2 separate regions of the Hordeum vulgare genome follow, and region 2 is linked to region 1. Evidence: chromatin contacts called from public Hi-C data. All regions are on one chromosome and are shown on one strand. Each heading gives the region's core, a stretch centred on a gene start, on an enhancer-like site or on the middle of the called end of the contact. The rest is flanking DNA. Distances are from core to core; before and after follow the strand shown. Region 1 holds the start of LOC123402994 (autophagy-related protein 18b). Region 2 holds the start of LOC123406315 (protein TIC 55, chloroplastic).

What was found. A called contact is a pair of places that touch in the nucleus more often than the background predicts.
Region 2: a contact with region 1 is called in a Hi-C map of leaf, with 5 times the contacts expected there. The contact joins the promoter of LOC123406315 here to the promoter of LOC123402994 in region 1. A contact is called at or near these places in 3 of 6 Hi-C or Micro-C datasets (leaf and seedling).

What each region holds. Positions count from the first base shown.
Region 1 is chr6H:535,880,531-535,885,408 of MorexV3_pseudomolecules_assembly, forward strand. LOC123402994 (autophagy-related protein 18b) reads right to left here and starts at 2,907. Exons shown (of 11, transcript XM_045096970.1): 1 at 2,695-2,907; 2 at 2,496-2,569; 3 at 2,117-2,190; 4 at 1,839-1,948; 5 at 1,342-1,433; 6 at 1,095-1,207; 7 at 588-707; 8 at 358-503; 9 at 164-280; 10 at 33-92. The coding sequence starts at 2,753.
Region 2 is chr6H:536,073,536-536,078,906 of MorexV3_pseudomolecules_assembly, forward strand. LOC123406315 (protein TIC 55, chloroplastic) reads left to right here and starts at 2,601. Exons shown (of 3, transcript XM_045099800.1): 1 at 2,601-3,111; 2 at 3,427-3,529; 3 at 3,612-4,862. The coding sequence starts at 2,711. The coding sequence ends at 4,730. It overlaps LOC123406316 (probable serine incorporator), which reads right to left. Exons shown (of 6, transcript XM_045099801.1): 6 at 5,066-5,371. The coding sequence ends at 5,337.

The DNA.
Region 1 (4,878 bases), core at 1,657-4,156:
ATCTTGTGTCGAACTATGCATGAATTTCTTACCTCACAGCAGGAAACTTGGAAGAATTTTGGGAATATTCTACGCTATGTACTGCCAGACAGCTAAAATTCCAAAGGATTAGATTAGCAGTGAAAACAGGGAAGGGTCAGACGAAGCCAGATCTTAAATGTACCTCTTGGTTTCTGCGGGGGCAATGTTGTGAATAACATGATGATTAGCTGGATCCAAAGCATCGGAAATTGCTTTGGATCCAGGAATTATCGAGCCTAGTAATTTATTCGTTTGGTTCCTGAAAAGCGAAGCACGTCAAAATTATGCCCACAAAAGTTGGTTCACAAACCACAACAGCCGAGAAGGAAGACTAACCTTCCATTTCTGGCAGCGTCAAGAAAAAACATGTGCAAAGAGCCTGACGAACTTGTGGCAGCAAGAACATCAGGCCGATCGATGCATGGCCCAAATGAGAGCGAGTAAATTGTTGATGGATACGCTCCCCGCCGAAAACTATGCGACTGTTGATGTAAGAATTTTTAACGATATTAGGCAGAATACAGAGTGCTTATCATGGTGGTAGAACAAAGATCAATAATGTTCACCTTAGTTGCTTGTGCCACGATATATACCCTAATCATTGTGCCCTTCTCAGAAGCTGTTGCCAGGTACATGCCATTGGAAGAAAATGCCATTGCAGCTAATGGAGACTCATGGGCATCTATCTGTTGATCAATTACAAATAGGGGGGAAATATCAGTGAAAAGACATTTACATATCTTCAGATTACTAGGATTGAGATTAAAGCCTCCAAAGTTGACTGAAAACTGTAGGAAAACAAATCCGATCTTGAAAGTATTCCTATTCTGATCTATATTCGAGAAAAAAAATAGGTTCCAGAAAAATTTACGTATAGTATATGAATAAAATATTGTGCATGCCACCATAGTTGCACGGCCATTGCGTTTTCAGTGATTCAAAATAATCAATGAGTCGTTGGTTTTTACGGTGATTCCCTCAAGAAAGATCCAGGACATGGAGAACTGTAAATCTGTAAACGTAATAATGCTTATTCAGCTGTACGAATTATAACTAAACCTTCTGGGAATTACCTGGCATATTAATTCAGGTTCTGATGCTTTATACACTAAAGCAGATCCTTTTGATGTGCTTGCTGGGATGGCCAAATAACACCATTCTGAATTAGGAGCAAATGCACAAAGGCCTGGTATTTAAAGTTAACAACATTAGCAGCAATTATGCGAAGCAAATTCTGTTTCAAAGCAAAAAATAGTTCAAAAATACTTTCTGGAATACTAGTGTGAGTCGCAATTTGAAATTTTTGGGTAGGATGCTTACCTTTAGGATTATGTACCGTGTCAATTTCCTCCAAGATACGAGTGCTGTTTAGATCATAAATAAAGGTCTTGTCCTGCAAAACAACAATAAGCCTGCACATAATGTGACAACCTTTTTTATAATAAAACTCAATGAGAAAAGCATGCATAACATCCCTGGTCCAAAACTCGATAGACATAGAACAAATTACACAAGTAAAAAATTATGTCATCACAGGAAGTCAGAAACTAATGGATAGAAGTATCTCATACATTTTTTTGCCAGGAATAGATAGAAGCATATGATTAAGTATCATGATCTCTGACAGCATTGTTAATTAGAATGGACCTTCTGGACTTCTCTTAAAAAATTGCAGGATATATAAAGAACATAGTCATCACTAATGTACGACAGTCTTAAATGTGCTCAGGCAGACTAGCGATAGACCTAATTAGTAACAGGTGAGTGAAACACTAGGGTACTCGGTCTCTTTTAGACAGGAAGGATTGGTGGTGTACCTCGTTCTACTAAACCGAACAGCCAAAATTGTACTCCTGAAGTTCAGATCCTTCTTTGAGGCGCCTGTAATGGTATTGAACAGGCAAAGGCGTCTAGGAGACCGTGAAGGCTGCAAAAGGCAGTTTGAACCGACGATTAACCAACGACATCATCCGTGTAAAACTATATCCGTCGAACCTCAACCACACACAACAGGGAACAAATCGATCCGTCGAATTTCAACGGCACAACAGGGAACAAATCGAATCCAAAAAGAGGAAAAGAGCGTGTCAGATACCTGTTCCCCAGTTCCGACCATAGCGATGAGGTTCGTGGCAAACCACAGCTCCACGACATTCAGTCCTCCAAGTTCTACAACCACAGAAAGAGGCACATACGGCTTAGCTATCTATGATAAATTCATGGCGCGATAGCTATTCCCTAGGCGGTTTTAGTCACCGAACAACGCATTGACAGAAAATGTTTGCATTGCTGCCTGGTTCTACCCTCTACCAATGCACAACGATTGTGTTCAGAACTAGTCTGAATTAGGCAGGAAGCACAACGCAACCTTGATTGTTCAGCATAAGCTTTCTACACATACAAGAGATAATCAACCTGTTGTAAGTATAATTGGATATTCGCAGTGAACGACTGCTATGTGGAGCAAGGCTTACTGTTGTCGTTGCAGAGCCTCCCGGTCCGGGCATCGAAAATCTTGAACCCTTCCTTGGTCCCGACGGAGAACATGCTGAAACAAAGCACGGGGCAACCCGGAGTCAGAATCGGACCTCCCCTCCGGCGGAATCCGACCCTCAAACCCGCCGGAGTCGAGCGCGAGAGCGCGTATCCCGCCGCCCCCGCCCCCGCACGTACCTGTTGTCCTGGTTGAAGGAGACGCAGAGAATCTGGGGCCGGGACGAGCCGCTCGCCATCGCCGCCGCCGCCTGCCGGAATCGCTCGCCGGAATCGATTCCTGTGAGGCGAAAGTACCGACTTTTTTTTTCTCTCCTCCGCGGCTGAAGGGAGGTTGGGTTGCGCCGCCTGCGTGCGTGTCCGGGAATAAAGTAGTGAAAAATATTCGGCGGTGGGATGGCCGGACCCGGATGCTTTACGTGTAGCTTCTTCCCCGTTTCGTAGCGCCGTGGACTTGGGCGTCTTTGCGTGCGTCCTGGACGGATTAGGAGAAGCTTCGGTTTAACGGTAAAACCAACGGAATCCGTTTTCGTAACGGCTCGTACCCCCCCCCCCCCCCTCCCCCTCTTTTTTTTTTTTTGGCAATGTTCATACTTTTGGAAACAAAAAAGTCATGCTACGCATCCACCGGTGGATGTTTACTAAACATCCACCACTTGGAGGGCCGTCCGATCTACACGTGGTCGTCGGATCTGCTCCGGTCAGGCACCCCATAATTCCTGAAACTATGGCTGAGTTGCAGAAACTTTCGCTTTGTTGTAAGAAATAAACTTTGGATCCGTTAATTCCTGAAACAACGGTCGAGTCTCAGAAACAATTTGCTTGTTGCAGGATTTTTTTTCTTCGTCTTTCTGCAACATAGGTATTTTTGCGGAGAAATTTTTTGCAACAAAGGTCATGTTTCAGGAATTTTTACAACAAAGGTTAAGTTGCGGAAATTTTTTGCAACGTTCATGGGCGGCATGGGCGGTTGGTGGCGGCCGGATGGTCAGAACATAAATCTATAGTAGACCACTGCAACATCGTATATGTTTCAAAAACATAGTCTTTGTTGCAGAACCGCATAGTCACTTGGACGCGTGTCTTACGGAGGAGGTGGCTGATGCGGCCATTATAATCTGTCGGCTGATGGTTAGCTTTTCCCAACAAAAAAAGGGACTGCTACGCATCTATCGGTGGATATTTATTAAACATCCACCGCCTCGACAGTCGTTAGATCTCGCGCGTAGCGTCCGATTCGTTCCTGTACTTAATTCCTGAAACGACGCTCGAGTTGCAGAAACTTTCGCTTTGTTGCAAGAAATAAACTTTGGATCCGTTAATTCCTGAAACAACGGTCGAGTTTCAGAAACAATTTGCTTGTTGCAGAATTTTTTTTCTTCGTCTTTCTGTAACATAAGTATTTTTACGGAAGAATTTTTTGCAACAACGGTCGAGTTTCAGAAAAATTTGCAACGAAAGTCACGTTGCAGAAGCAGGGGCGGCGGGGCGGCGACGGGGCCGCCGATCAGGGGTGGCGGGCCTTGTGGCAGGCCGGCGGGGCCGCGGGCGGGGGACGAGCAGGGGCGGCAACGGAGGGCACGCGAGGTCGCGGGCAGGCCGACGGCGGAGGGCGGCGAGCCGTAGCAGGCCGGCGGCGGCGAGGTTGTCGGGGCCGAGGCGTAGGTGGAGACATGGACTAGGCAGTTTTCCGAAACAACGCTCCAGTTGCGGAAACAACGATCAAGTTTCAGAAAACGATTGCGATGGCGGGATCGAACGGACGAGCAGGTGATGGATGGATCGCGCAGATCCGCCGGTTGAAGGATAGACTTTTCCAACAAAAAACACACTTTCTTCTTGGTTTCTAAATATAATTTTTTTAAGATTTCACTATGAATAACATACAGAACAAAATAAACGAATTTGTACTTTAAGGCACGCCCGTATGTAATCCATAGTGATTTTTTTTAGATATTTATATTTAAGGGACTGGTTTATTAGTGAGATTGTTGTAAGTTTTGTGAAGTCTGGTTGTTTTGGGCTTTGAAATTTGTGTATTTGAAGAGCGTCTCACGCATACACAATTACAAAAAAAATTTAAGTGGATACAGATTCATCACATCACGTGTGGCACACTAATATTTTGAGGATTTAGTATTACATGAATGGTTCAAAAACTATGTGCTTTTATGTAAAAAAAATGTAACTATGATGGAGATGCCTTCTTGGACATCAATATCATGGGCAAAAATAGGTTTTTTAGGGCCACGTTAGGCGTCGGCAGGGGATGTATTAGAAACATCTGCCATATGGAGCACCGTTTGATGGTTGCGCTAACATCCGTCGGATGTAACAAACCGCGCTCGGTCCTGACAGACTTGC
Region 2 (5,371 bases), core at 1,351-3,850, 190 kb after region 1:
GCACGCACGCGCGAGTTGCCGTGTGATTTTTACTTGACGTGCGTTGTGCGACGGGCTACACCTCCGTACTACTGTAGCCTGCTGCACGCCTGCACGTACCACGGAGAGAGAACCTGCACGTCCTCGTCTTCCCACGGATCTGACCGCACGTATATTCGACGCGCTGTTCGCATCCGCTAGGCAGATGTCCGTTCACGACCAAGACCAACACACACGTTACGAAAGTTCGCCGCGTACGCTCGGTGGTTTCCGAAGAACACTCCTCCTACTTCTGGCGCCCAAGAAATTCTTGTAAAACCTGTACAATACATACGAGTTGTCAAACTGGAGCTAGCCGCCACCGTGCGCGCGAGTGCGAGTGCGACTGCGACGTTGGTCCTCCGCCGGAAGGCCGGCAGAAAAGGGCCAGGTTCGTCAATTTTAGCTCACCACGTCAACGAAACAGTGGCTTGCACGCCAGAGAGAAAGAGCCGCCGGAGCCCTGCCGACGGCACGCGCAGCGCAGATAGAAAGCCGAGCCAGGCGACGTTGATGCCGATGGGTCGACCGACATGGACGGACGTCGACGCCAGTTAATTCGGCTGCGAGAGACAGATGGAATGGATCATATATAGTAGATGCAGCAGTGACAGATGTGTGATGGGCAACGGATGATGCACAGACGCGATCCTGTCTCTTCGGCTACAGAGAAGTGAGCGCCGCTATACCTATACATGCTGATGCTGGAACAGTTCTTGGGTGATCGATGCGGGAGCACTGTTACGGGGTGATGATTAAAGGGAAAGCGTGGCTTTCGTAGCTCGTAATGGAGCGATAATGACGAGCTGGGGCCTGGCTCATCATGGACTCGTCGTGCGCTCCTTCCCCATCCGGCAAATATAAAAGGAATGACTGTTCCTTCATGTGGGGCTGGCTGGGTCGGCACACTGCAGATGCAGACTGGTAATTCAAAGTGTTTTTCGTGGTCGCGAGCTCAAATGCAGCCTTGAAGATTTATTTAGGAAAATATTAAAAAAAGTTGAAAAGGATCTGAATATTTGCGCAATAAACAATTAACAGGAAATATTTAAAAAGTTGAAAATAATTTGAATTTTTGCGCAATAAACATTGACGGAATATTTGTCTATATACATGTAAATTTTCATGAATGAAAAAGTATTCCTGATGCTCCGCACAAAAAAAGACACAGCGCTTTAGAAATATCTTTTTGGAGCGCTATTATTTTTGCCCGGAGATGAGGAATGTTTTTCTCCACGAAAATTTGCATGGATGTAGACAACTCTTCGTTGTTTGTTGCCAACAAAAAATATCAGAATTATATACTTTACACTCTCTTTAATTTATTAACTATATTTTCTTTTTCTGTTTGTGAGGGCACATTTGAGCTCGCGAGCAATCCACTTATAATTTATATTTGTACTCACGATATACGTATCATATCAAAAATTCACCTTGCAAAAGATGGGAATTTTTGGAAGTTTTATATTTTTTCTTTGAAAAAAATCTTATGACTCGGAGGGATGGTGTAGTGCACCTGCTTCATTTTGGAGAAAATTCGCTGAGCCGGGTTTAAACATGCCTGCCCTTTATTTTAAAACATTATGTAGTTACTGCTGGACTATATTAATATGTACTCCCTCCGTTCCTAAATATAAGTCTTTTAAGCGATTTTACTAAGGGACTACATACAAAGCAAAATGAGTGAATCTACCCTCTAAAGTATGTCTATATACATCCGTATGTAGTCCTCCAGTGGAATCTCTAAAAAGACTTATATTATTGAATGGAGGGAGTATATGTTTTCATTGAAATTCTATTTCCTTCATTGCATAATATAAGAACGTTTTTGACACTAGGTTGGGCCTTCGGACGAAAAACCACAACCCGGTTCTTCTTCACCTCCCCGCCTCAACCCACCTTCTTCCGCACTCTTGTCTTCCCTAGATGGCGCCGAAGCTATGTCCTTGCCCAATGGATACATTGTGGCCCTAATCTGCCCTGACATCACTGCCTTCAGCTATTTCGAGTCGATGATGGGCTCCTACCCAAAAGGGCGTGTCATGTGGGGGTGTGGGTGTGTTGTGGGTGTGCCTATATCTCATTTGATTGGTTTGGCTAAATTTCACCGAACTGACATCGGCAAAACTGTAATTCATCTGAAGTACTCTCTCCGTTCCTAAATATAAGTCTTTAAAAAGGTTTCATTAGTGGACTACATACGAATGTATATAGACATACTTTAGAGTATAGATTCACTTATTTTGCTTTGTATGTAGACTTCTAGAGAAATATCTTAAAAGACTTATATTTAGAAACGGAGGGAGTACAAAGCACCTCAAACATAGACGTTCATATCAAAAAGGGTGATAGGGTACACCGTAAATGTTTTGGTCACTTCCTGATAGGTCGCCCTTTGCTTGGTCATTAACTTATCTACTCTGTCCGTGGAACATTTTTTAATTCATCGCATAACGTCGAATTCGTCCAGGAGACGCGTGTGAAACTCACTCGCCGTCTCGCCGTCGCCGGTTTGCATGACAGGGACACAGGTAACTCGCCAGAACCTCTCTGGAGTCCCACGTACGTGTAACGTAGCGGGAAGCAAAGAGTCGTGTGTCTGCATGCAAACCCACGAGCCCACTACAGTCTTCCTATCCGGGCCATCGACCGCGCGAGCTCTGTGCGCCAACCAAACCAGACGAGACCAGACATGACGCCTCCTCCTCCACCCGCCACCGCGCTGCCGCGCCCGTCCCTCCTCCTCGCGGTCTCCTCCGCCGCGCTCCAGATCTCGTCGGCAGCGACGAGCCCGGCGCGCGGCGTGCGGTGGCAGGGGGTCGGGGGGAGGAGTGAGAGGAGCCGGGCCGTCGGGTGGTGCCGGGCGGCGGCGGTGGAGGAGGCCGGCGCGCAGGAGGACGGCGTGCTGCTCCCCAAGGACGGGAGCGAGGCGGCCGGGAGGTACGACTGGCGGGAGGAGTGGTACCCGCTCTACCTCTCCAAGGAGGTGCCCGACGACGCGGCGCTCCCGCTCACCGTCTTCGACCGCCAGCTCGTGCTCTACCGCGACGCCGACGGCGTGCTCCGCTGCCACGAGGACCGATGCCCGCACAGGTATGCATGACCTGCGTCTGCGTGCCCCCCAAGTCCCATGCCATCATCGGCTCTCTCTGTCTGATAAAGTGATAATCCCTGGTTGATTTTCGCGCTCGATCACCAGTCTTCAGTCATTCAGTGACCGAGTCAGTGTTCATCTCTTTTCAGAATAACAATAGCCCATTTCGTGCATCAAAACATAGAGATCGATTTCCTTTCGGGCAGATGAAACCAGACCAGAGACTACCATGATCTATAACTCATCTTGTAATATCGTGTAGCTCCGATCTTGTAACTGATCACATGATCCAAACATGGCCAATGGGTCTGCAGGTTGGCCAAGCTGTCAGAAGGGCAGCTCGTCGACGGCAAGCTGGAGTGCCTCTACCATGGCTGGCAGTTCGACGGGCAGGGCAAGTGCGTCAAGATCCCACAGGTTTGAATCAATTTCATTCCTGGATCAGTGCAAAAGCATGAGAAAGTTCAATACTTGATTCGTGTATCTGATGTGCGTGCAGCTGCCTGAGGGCGCCAAGATCCCGCGGAACGCGTGCGCGCGCAACTACGAGGTGCGGGACTCGCAGGGGGTGGTGTGGGTGTGGATGTCGCCGGCGAGCCCGCCGGACGCCAAGAAGCTGCCGTGGTTCGAGCCGTACGCGCGGCCGGGGTTCACGGACCTGTCGACGGTGCACGAGCTGCCCTACGACCACTCCATCCTGCTCGAGAACCTCATGGACCCGGCGCACGTGCCCATCTCCCACGACCGCACCGACTGGACGGCCAAGCGGGAGGACGCGCAGCCGCTCGCCTTCGACGTCGCCGAGCGCACCGCCCGGGGCTTCGCCGGCCACTGGTGGCGCGAGCGCGCGCCGCACCTCCGCAACCTGCTCCGGTTCGAGGCGCCCTGCGTGCTCTCCAACACGCTCGAGTTCGTGGACAAGGACGGCAAGGAGCAGTGCTTCTCGGCGCAGTTCCTGTGCCGGCCGGCCGGGCAGGGGAAGTCGATGCTGCTCGTCCGGTTCGGGTCCACGGCGAGCTCGCCGCTGGTGAAGGTGCTGCCGAAATGGTACCTGCACCAGAACGCGTGCAAGGTGTTCGAGCAGGACATGGGGTTCCTGTCGTCGCAGAACGAGGTGTTGCTCCGGGAGAAGGTGCCCACCAAGGAGCTCTACCTCAACCTCCGGTCGTCGGACACCTGGGTGGCCGAGTACCGGCGGTGGATGGACAGGGCGGGGCATGGCATGCCATACTACTTCGGCCACAGCACCATCTCGCCGCCGCCAGTGCCGGCCGTCGTGGAGCAGGCGCCGGCGGGGGCCGCCGCGGGCATCTCCGCGTCGTTCCCGGCCAAGGGCGGCGCCGGCACGCAGCACGCGCCCAACCCCACCAATAGATACTTCCGGCACGTCGTGCACTGCAAGGGGTGCAGGGACACCGTCAACAGATACACCGCCCTGAAGAAGGCCTTCGTCGTGCTCGCCGCCGTGGCTGCCGCTGCGGCCGTCTTGGCGGCGACGAGGCAATGGAAGGCCGTCTTGCTGGGCGCCGCCGCCGTGCTCGCCGCGGCGTCGTATGCGTGTGGCTCCGTGGTTTCTTTGATCACAACCAACTTCATTAGGACACACAGAAGATTGTAAATAAGCATAATTAGAGGCCGGGATATGATTATACTCTCAGCGCATTTTAATCTAGTCAGCTAGTAGAAACACTTAATGTTTTTACCCTTGTTTATATATCTACTCATATATACTAGCGTCATTTTGCCATCAGACGTTGCATGGCAAGACAAGTTCATAAGCCGAGACTGAATTTTTAACTTCTCAAGAAACAATTTCATCCACGTAGTGTATATTTGAAAAGAAATAGCGCAAGCAAAGGAATAGAGTGGGTCTGTTCAGATTACTGAAATCATGAAAATAACATACTATGAATTTTATTCATACTCAGGCTCGTAGAACGGAACACACCAATGTAAAAGAGATAGATCAACTTCAATATATATACAACCAAAGACCGTATCTTCACTGTTGAAATACTGGCAACAATGCCTTAGGTCACACATTATGCAGGACCAGACTCGACAACGTCACAAACACCGGCTCCTTGCCATGGGTTTGCTCACACAATATTACAGACCAGATACAGATAGTCAGCTTAGCTATCACAGCCGAAACACGTTCGATATGATACGTAGGTGCTCCAAACGGATGATGCACTCTTAGCAGGTAGGTAACCAGGTTGACCTAGAACTCCCTGTCTGGGAACAGGAGGGGAGCAA